3 separate regions of the Sus scrofa genome follow, and all the other regions are linked to region 1. A link is a contact called in public HiChIP or PLAC-seq data. All regions are on one chromosome and are shown on one strand. Each heading gives the region's core, a stretch centred on a gene start, on an enhancer-like site or on the middle of the called end of the contact. The rest is flanking DNA. Distances are from core to core; before and after follow the strand shown. Region 1 has its middle 7.1 kb from the start of PAQR8. Region 2 overlaps LOC110261540 (a long non-coding RNA gene). Region 3 has its middle 16 kb from the start of TMEM14A.

Region 1 (2,951 bases), core at 118-2,617:
GGTTCGATCCCTGGCTTTGCTCAGTGGGTTAAGGATGTGGCATTGCTGAGAGCTGTGGTATAGGTCGCAGACTCGGATTTGGCGTTGCTGTGGGTGTGGTGTAGGCCGGCAGCTATAGCTTCAATTTGACCCCTAGACTGGGAACCTCCATATGCTGCTAGTGTGGCCTAAAAAGCAAAAAAAAAAAAAAGACATTTTAATTCCAATCTCATTATAATCTAAATCTAATTAAAACTCTTTATAAAGCCATTGGGGTAGATGTTATGAAGATTTCCAAAAATGTAACCAAAAATATTAAATTTCTTTTCGGTTTTCAAAGATTGCATTACAATCAGTTATAAGGTAGAAAAAAAATTATATTCCTGAATTGTGATCCTTCTGTATGTTTTTTTTTTTTTTTTTGGTCTTTTTAGGGCTGCAATCATGACATATGGAGGTTCCCAGGCTAGGGGTCGAATTGGAGTTACAGCTGCCAGCCTCCACCACAGCCACAGCAATGCAGAATTCAAGCCATGTCTGCCACCTACCCCACAGCTCACAACAACGACGGATCCTCAACCCCCTCAACCCACTGATCGAGGCCAGGGATCGAACATGCATCCTCATGGATGCTAGTCAGAATCACTTCCTCTGAGCCGCAACGGGACTTCATTCTTAAGTTCAGAGATTGCTAGTACTTTAGTGTGCATAGTTTGCTTTTTCAAAGTACCATTCAGCTACTGGCCATTTTATCATTATCAACTCTCTCTCTCTCTCTCTCTTTTTTTTTTTCTGAGAGGTAGAGAGACAGAAAATTATCTCCCACTCACCCTTATTTTGAGGAAAATGTCTTGGGCAAGGCCACACAGCTGGTTGAGTAGAGCAGATAGGAACAGCCAGACTTCCTGACTTGCAAACCATTATTTCTTTTTTCCTCAACCTTGCAGAACAGAAGGAAATTGATACCATAGGCCTGGGCCTCACAAACTATTTGTTCAGGAAATCATTGTATTTGGCATATGATTTTATATGCCAACTACCATTGTAGACCTGGGAACTTGCACACCGCATGGTCCCTGCCCTTAAAGGAGCTGAGCGAATCACTAAGGACCAGGCCCCCTGAGAGAGGAGTATGATGGGGAGGCAAGGCCAGGGTAGGTGGGAACTGGGGCGCCCTCATCCAGCCAGGGGTTGGGAAAGCCTGCCAGTCAGAGCTGGCTCTGGGGCCAACGTTGATGAGCGGGTTCCTGGTGCTGTCACCGTGTGCAGGAGCATCCATGGGAGATAGGGAGGGTTGCACTTGTGAACAAGTCCCACTGTGATGATCCAGACCAGCCCAGTGGCCTGGGCGTGGGCTCTGAGAGAGAAGGCAGGAAGAGGAAAGAGGAAGGAGGCCAGAGACCTACAGAACAAGGGCCCTTTGGGTTGAGAGTTTGTGTTGTAGGCAGCAGTGAGCTCCTGAGGAAGGAGTGATCCATCTCCCCTTTCATTTGTTTATTCATTTATTTTGCTTTTTAGGACCGCACCCGCAGCATATGGAGGTTCCCAGGCTAGGGGTCTAATCAGAGCTGTAGTCGCCGGCCTACACCACAGCCACAGCAACGCGGGATCTGAGCTGCGTCTGCGACCTACTCCATAGCACATGGCAACGCCGGGTCCTTAACCCATTGAACGAGGCCAGGGATCGAACCCACAACCTCATGGTTCCTAGTTGGATTCATTTCCACTGCACCAGGACTCCTCCATCTCCTCTTTTAAACCATCACCCTGAAGTGGCTTGGAGAACAGACTGAGGGTTTGGGGATGCGAGGTGGAAGAACCATCCCTTGAGAAAGAAAGGCCAGTTGTGGGACTGCTGTTTTCCTCTTCAACACAAGTTCGTTCTGAAGGCCTCAATCGAGGGAGGGCAGCAGAAATGGGAAGGGCTCCCAGAAACACTGAGGTGAAATCAGCAGGCCCCTGTGACTGATTTGACGTAGGGAAGGGTCACTTGTGGGCTGAAGGAGGAGTCTGGAGACGTTGAGTTTGAAGGGCCCGAGGCATGTTCAACTGGACAAATCCAGAGGTGCTGGATATTTGAATCCAAACTCAGGAAGAGTGAGGCTGTGGGTGTGTACTTGCAAATCATCTGATACAGATGCTGGCAGGTTCCAGATGTAGAAAAAGGTGGCAGTTGGTGGAACCCTGGGGGCAGATGCCACAGGTGACAAGGTGAGGGGACAGCCAGGAGCACAGAGGAGGGGAGGGTCACATGAGCCACAAGAGGAGGCATTGGTCAGCAGCATGAATCCCCTGAGCCCAGGTGACACAGGATTGAACAAACTAAAACTCCAGGAATGAAAAACCACTTCCATCTTCCTTCTGCCTTTTTTTTTTTTTTTTTTTTTTTTTTAGGGCCACATGTGTGGCACATGGAAGTTCCCAGGCTAGGGGTCGAATTGGAGTTGCAGCTGCCAGCCTACACCACAGCCACAGCAATGCAGGATCTGAGCCACATCTGCGACCTACACCACAGCTCGCAGCAGTGCCAGATCCTTAACCCACTGAGCGGGGCCAGGGATCAAACCTGCATCCTCATGGATACTAGTCATGTTCATTTCCATTGAGCCACAGCAGGAACTCCCCATCTTCCTTCTGCAGTGTCAAACCTAAACTTATCTCACCCACGCCAAGGCACCCACTCCACTTGCTTCCTCATTCTAGTGACCCCTCTGCTCGTGGGCCCACAGAGCCCACACCATCCTGGGTCCTATTCTCCCCTTTCCTTGTCTGAGTCCTGTCCTCAAGGCCTAGCAGGCCCAGGTCCCCATGGCCACCCCAGCTGCCTGGAGCTGCTCTGTGGGGAGGCCTGTTTGTATCTCTATTTAATGCTTAGTTACATGCAGTCCAGTGTTGGCTGTTAGTTTGTGCAGTTTGACTCTTCTTGTAAGCTGCTTGAGGTGGGTGGTCTTACAGTATTCTCCTTCTGTGGC
Region 2 (2,875 bases), core at 328-2,827, 270 kb after region 1:
CACACAGAAAATCTGATACCCACAACACATGGATGGGCCTCAATATTGTTACACTGAATGGAAGATACAAATAGATACACACCAATTCCATTTATATGAACTTCTAACAAAGGCAAAACCCATCTACATCAGAAGAAATCAGGAGAGTGGTTGTCTATGGAGGGGTAGGGTGGGCAGGGGTTGACAGAGATAGGGCCTGAGGGGTATGTGGGGGTGTGTGGAAGTATTCTGTAGCATGATGGGGTGTGGGTTACACAGATGTACATGACTGCTAAAACTCAGAACTGTGTGCTGAAGATCTGTCGTTTCACTGCAAATGAACTATACTTCAATAAAAATTGGAAAATGTAAAAGAAACATAATAAATCTTTTTGTTAATGTAAATTTTAGGCATATAAAACACCAGAAAGTATACTTTTATGAGTACTTCATCATATCTGAGTAATGATTTGCTAACTTCTATACTGGCAATAAATTGCTTTCAGACATGTTTCAACTGATCCCCACACGCTCATGAGCCAAGAATGACTGTGTCTTGACTTTGTAAAAAAGGCTTTCCCCCCCTTGTCAGGTCCGAGGGTTTGTGAAGTGGTAGAATTTTCTAGCCTTCTCAAGGGTTTCAATGACACATATAGAAAAAATATGGTCATTTTCAAATATCAACAGAGCTTCATTTTTAAGGTTTTCTTTTAAACAAGTCAATATTGCCTTTGGGAGGAAACAACCAAGATTGATTGATTGATTGATTTGAAAATAAGCTCAATATTTTTTCTGTTTAACCAACTGAAGAACTACAGTGGTAATTTATGCCATACTTTCTCTCCAATCATGTTTTGGAAGATCAATTAATGGAAGGAACGAGGTGGATGGGGTTAAGACGCTGTTTTTACCAATTGTTTTTTGGCCACGCCCATGGCATTTGGAGTTTCCCTGGCCAGGGACTGAACCCATGCCACAGCAGTGTCCCAAGCTGCTGCTGTGGTGACAACACTGGGTCCTTAACCGGCTGAGCCACAAGAGAACTCCCATCAATTATTTGCAATGTGATCTTGAATAAATTTCTTAATCTTTCTGATGCACAGTCTCCCCATCAATAGGCATAAGAATACGTACCTTAAAGTGCCATCATGAACATTAAATACTGAGAAAATGCCTTGACATCGGCCAGGAGCTCAGTAAATATTAGCACCTTCCCTGAACTTCTTAGCAGAGGACAAGAGAGAAGAACAACCTTCCTCCATATTTCAGAGATAGTTAGTTTGAAATCTGGACCTTTGGGGAATTTATAAAGACCAGGTGGAACAGTTTTACAGGTGGGGTGGCTATGGGTGGATCAGGGTAGATAGAGGTGGGAGGGCTGGACGATCCTTACCTTTTATCTCCCTAGAACATCAGAACGTTTTACAGCAGTAATGATGAAAATAGTCTTTGCCATTTCTGTTCGTCTCCATGAAAGAGGACTTGGAAAGCCATTTCTTGCTGTTTTTTGTTTTTTTACCGCTCACTGGGAACCGCTGATCTGGGACTAAGCTGCTGTGTGGGAGGCCAGCTTCCCCATGAGCTGGTGGTGGGGACACGTCAGCAGAGGCTGCTGAGTTGACTCCCAGACCCTGAGCGATGCTCCCAGTGTGTGGCAGGGAGGGCAGGCATATAGAGGTCTCTCTGCCCTTCCTTCTGTTTTGTTTAAAGACAGCTCCATTTCTGCCTTTGTCACCCTCTGCAGAGCCACCAGATTTCACTCCAAAGCCCAGCTGGATCTCTGTAATAAATTACCTGGGAAAAGAAAAAAGAATAAGGCAACACATTTTGAAATCTTTCTTCCTGGTGCATTTAGGGTTACCTATTCCAAAGGGGCTGGACTGCACTAAGGTGTGAGCTGGGGGGGCAGGGGTCGTTTGCAGGATAATGAAAAAATTCAGTTGGTTCATTTAAGTCATTTATAGATTTTTCATATTAAAGGTGAAATATTTCCAAAGGAAAAAATCAAGCCAGTTCAGGGTGTTACAAAATAGCCCAGGACATTTGTACCACATATACAAATAAGCCTGTGGTTGACTAAATTTTTACAACAATTAATGTTGGTATCACTCATTTTATAAACAAGGAAACAGCGGCTCAAAGAGACTGTTGTGTTTGCTTGGTGTCGTATACATGGTAAGGAATAAAACAAGGCCTTAAACTCTGGCCTCCTGGTTCCAAATCTTTTCCCATTAGATAGTCCATGAATACCAGATGCCAGTTTGAATTCTTTAGAGAGTAGTATTAGTTGAGCGGCCAGCGGAAAACAAGCCCTAATGTGATCCTGGGGATCCAGAGTGGGAGGCGAAAGGTGGAGATGTAGGAAGCAGACATGAGACGCACAGAAAAGGCTTCAGAGTAAAGAAGATACAAGTGGAGCTTCTGATGGACTCTCTTGAAATGGAGCCCCCTTAATCTATTTCCTTTCTGAAGATTACATCTCTTTTCCAGACTGGGAACAACCAATGCAGAGCAAAGAACAAAGAAAAACAGAAACACATCTCATTTCCAGAGTGTGACAACAGTGTCATCAAAATGAGGAAGAAATTCATAAATGTACACACAATTTTTTAGATTAAAATCGCTGGGTACCACTAAGTACAAAACTTGTTCAATTTTTTTTTTTGGGGGGGGGGAAGCTCAATGCACTTTTGTTAGCAATGTTGACCACTGAAATGATTTCCTTAGCACACAATTTTCCAGCAAACCTCCCACATGAGTGCAAACTTCCTGTTCCTCTTCTCAGGCCCCTCATTACAGGCAGCAGGAGAAATAATATTCAGCAGAAAATTAACTTGGCAGGGTGTGTGCTTAAAGGCATCGACTTTCAAGGAAAGGAAGTTTTTGCTTGGTTTGG
Region 3 (2,961 bases), core at 434-2,933, 300 kb after region 1:
CTACAAGTGCCTGGCTCACAGATTGGATGGTGGGTCAGAGGAGGAAAGGATGAAGAATCTAATAAACAGGACAGTTTGGATAATAGCGTTTGCTAACCTGCCTGAGTGAAGACCCTTCATATATAGTAAAGGAAGGAAGGAGAGAAGATGACATTAATAGAAAATCATCAGACTATGTCATCTTCAAACAGTCATTCAGGCACCATGCTGGGCACCACAAGTGCAAGAGTGAGCAAGACCAGGGGCAGATCCTGAAGGTGACAGTCTAACGGCCCACTGTGTGTCAGTCTGAGGTCACCTCATTGGATCATAAAAGCAGGGACCAGTGGCTAGAGCTCTACCAGTCTCCATCTCTCATCTCTCCTCCCTTCACACAGTGGCAAATGAAACCATTGGCAGCTCTGACATTTTATATCTTAGAGCTACAGCAACTGGAGAAACTGCTTGACCTCAAATCCAAGGATACAGGACAAGGATCTGGAGCCTACTTCTTTTTTTTTTTTTTTTTTTGCCTTTTTTTGCTTTTTAGGGCCGCACCTGTGGCATATGGGAGTTTCCAGGCTAAGAGTCAAATCAGAGCTGCAGCTGCTGGCCACAGCCATAGCCACAGCCATGTGGGATCCAAGCCACATCAGTGACCTACACTGCAGCTCACATCAATGCCAGATCCTTAACCTACTGAGCAAGGCCAGAGATCGAAGCCCCATCCTCGTGATTACTAGCCGGGTATGTAACCCACTGAGCCACAACGGGAGCTCCTGGAGCCTACTTCTTAGGGTCCCATCACTTGTGAAGAGGGGGAGGAATGGGGCTCTGGAGGAACATTGAAATTCCTCTGGGAGCTCCTAGGATGGAGAGAAAAGAGGCACAGTTCCTGGTGTTTCTTTTCCAGGGAGGTCAGGGGGAGGATGGGGACCCTCTACAGAGATGGAGAGAGGGATGGGTGGGGTGGATTGAGGTGACATACTAGGTCAGCTGAGGACAGAGGACTGAGAGGCAGGGCCACATGCTTCCAGGCAAGTGTGTTAAGAATCAGTAGGCAGAACTGGTTTATATCTCGGCCTTGCTCTCTATTTGCTAAGAAGTTACTTAACCTTGAAGGTCTCTTCTCCATCTGGGAACTAGGAATGATCACACTAATCCCATAATACTAAAGTGAACATTCAGTGGGACAATAGTATCAAAAGGCTTATCAAGTGACAGGCAGAGAGTAAGCATCCAACAACTGGCAGCTATTTTATGATTTAGGACGAAGGCTTCCCTTTGTAGGGATAATTATGTCCCAAGGTGATTACTTCTTTTTATTCATGATTATGCTGTCCCAGCTGATTGTGTTTTGTGAACATGATGTTGAGTCAACCTTTTTTGGGGGTGGGGGCAGGTGCCACACCTGCGGCATACGTAGGTTCCCAGGCTAGGGGTCGAATCAGAGCTACAGCGGCAGGCCTGCATCACAGCCACAGCACCATGGGACCTGAGCTGTGCCTGTGACCTACACCACAACTCACAGCAAAGTCAGATCCTTAACCCACTGAGTGAGGCCAGAGATGGAAATTGTGTCTTCATGGATTCTAGTCATATTCGTTTCCGCTGAGCCACGGAAACTCCAGGATGAGTCAGCTTTGATGATGTTTTCTGTAAAGACTCCAAGTCAGTGTGGGATCTTGTGATCCACCCTGGGCATGGAGGAAGTAAGTTCTTACATTTTTGCCCAGTGAATATCTTGAAGGTGGTCTCTGCCATTTAGAGCCTTTTCTGGTGATTAATTAAGTAGTATTGTCATCATATTCTATAGGTTTCAGGTGAGTCACTGAGGCCAGGCCAGCCCAGACCTAAGGGAGGGGAATTATACCCGACCCCACCCATGAGGAGAAAGGCCAAAGAACCTGCCATCTTTAATCAACATGTGCCACAAGTAAATGATTTAGAAGAACTGGGAAAGAGTCCAGTCACCCTATGGAAGTGAGGGTGAGGGAGAGAGTTGGAGGGGAAGGAGGAGAAGTTCCTAAAGTCTACACAAGAGGAAATCTGGCTCTTAGCTCACATCAGCCCAGTCAAATGCTGGAAGAGCAAGCTGAGAAATGCCAGGATCTCAGCGTGGCCTTGGGTACCTGAGAACCTGGGAAACTTTTGCCTGCATCTTGCAAACTCAGGATGACTCAAAAGCATAGAGGAGGAGTTCCCGTCGTGGCACAGTGGTTAACGAATCCAACTAGGAACCATGAGGTTGCGGGTTCGGTCCCTGCCCTTGCTCAGTGGGTTAACGATTCGGCGTTGCCGTGAGCTGTGGTGTAGGTCGCAGACACAGCTCGGATCCCGAGTTGCTGTGGCTCTGGCGGAGGCTGGCGGCTACAGCTCCGATTCGACCCCTAGCCTGGGAACCTCCATATGCCGCGGGAGCGGCCCAAGAAATAGCAAAAAAAAAAAAAAAAAAAAAAAAAAAAAAAAAAAAGCATAGAGGAGAAGTGTCTAGGTGTCCAGGCAGAGGGGCAGTCGATGGCCTCAGGGTTCTCCGCATTCCAGGAAGGCACAGAAGAACCCGGAGTCTTCAATGCACAGTTCCAAATTCAAAAGGCAGATGAGGAGCTCCATTGTGGCTCAGTGGGTTAAGAACCTGACATAGTGTCTGTGAGGATGCAGGTTTGATTCCTGGCCTTGCTCGGTGGGTTAAGGATCTGGTGTTGGCATAAGCTGTGGCACAAGTCGAAGACATGGCTCGGATCCCAAGTCGTTGTGTCTGTGGTGTAGGCTGGCAGCTGCAGCTCTGATTTGACCCCTAGCCTGAGAACTCCCATATGCTGCAGGTGTGGCCATAAAAATAAAACTTAATTTTTTTAGCAACATGGATGGACCTAGAAATTATCATGCTAAGTGAAGTCAGTCAGACAACGAGACGCCAACATCAAATGCTATCACTTTGTGGGATCTGAAAAAAGGACACAATGAACTTCTTTGCAGAAC

What was found. HiChIP or PLAC-seq counts read pairs in DNA pulled down with a chosen protein or histone mark.
Region 2: an H3K27ac HiChIP or PLAC-seq map of alveolar macrophages shows a contact between it and region 1. The contact joins two enhancer-like sites. A contact is called at or near these places in 12 of 47 Hi-C or Micro-C datasets (embryonic fibroblasts, fetal liver, heart right ventricle and 7 more) and 1 of 2 datasets of contacts at active chromatin or transcription factors (alveolar macrophages).
Region 3: a contact with region 1 is called in an H3K27ac HiChIP or PLAC-seq map of alveolar macrophages. The contact joins two enhancer-like sites. A contact is called at or near these places in 1 of 5 promoter capture datasets (fetal skeletal muscle), 3 of 47 Hi-C or Micro-C datasets (alveolar macrophages, liver and skeletal muscle) and 1 of 2 datasets of contacts at active chromatin or transcription factors (alveolar macrophages).

Annotation. Positions count from the first base shown.
Region 1 is chr7:46,219,869-46,222,819 of Sscrofa11.1, forward strand. No RefSeq gene overlaps it. Among named protein-coding and RNA genes, the nearest start is that of PAQR8, 7.1 kb to the right of the region's middle. Within about 2 kb of position 1,368, at least 5 of the 83 cell types and tissues checked have an H3K27ac peak or open chromatin away from gene starts, as enhancers often do. A contact at or near this core is called in alveolar macrophages, where this site is marked.
Region 2 is chr7:46,485,729-46,488,603 of Sscrofa11.1, forward strand. LOC110261540 (a long non-coding RNA gene) reads right to left here. Exons shown (of 3, transcript XR_002345759.1): 2 at 1,373-1,773. Among named protein-coding and RNA genes, the nearest start is that of TMEM14A, 23 kb to the right of the region's middle. Within about 2 kb of position 1,578, at least 4 of the 83 cell types and tissues checked have an H3K27ac peak or open chromatin away from gene starts, as enhancers often do. A contact at or near this core is called in alveolar macrophages, where this site is marked.
Region 3 is chr7:46,524,313-46,527,273 of Sscrofa11.1, forward strand. No RefSeq gene overlaps it. Among named protein-coding and RNA genes, the nearest start is that of TMEM14A, 16 kb to the left of the region's middle. Within about 2 kb of position 1,684, at least 7 of the 83 cell types and tissues checked have an H3K27ac peak or open chromatin away from gene starts, as enhancers often do. A contact at or near this core is called in alveolar macrophages, where this site is marked.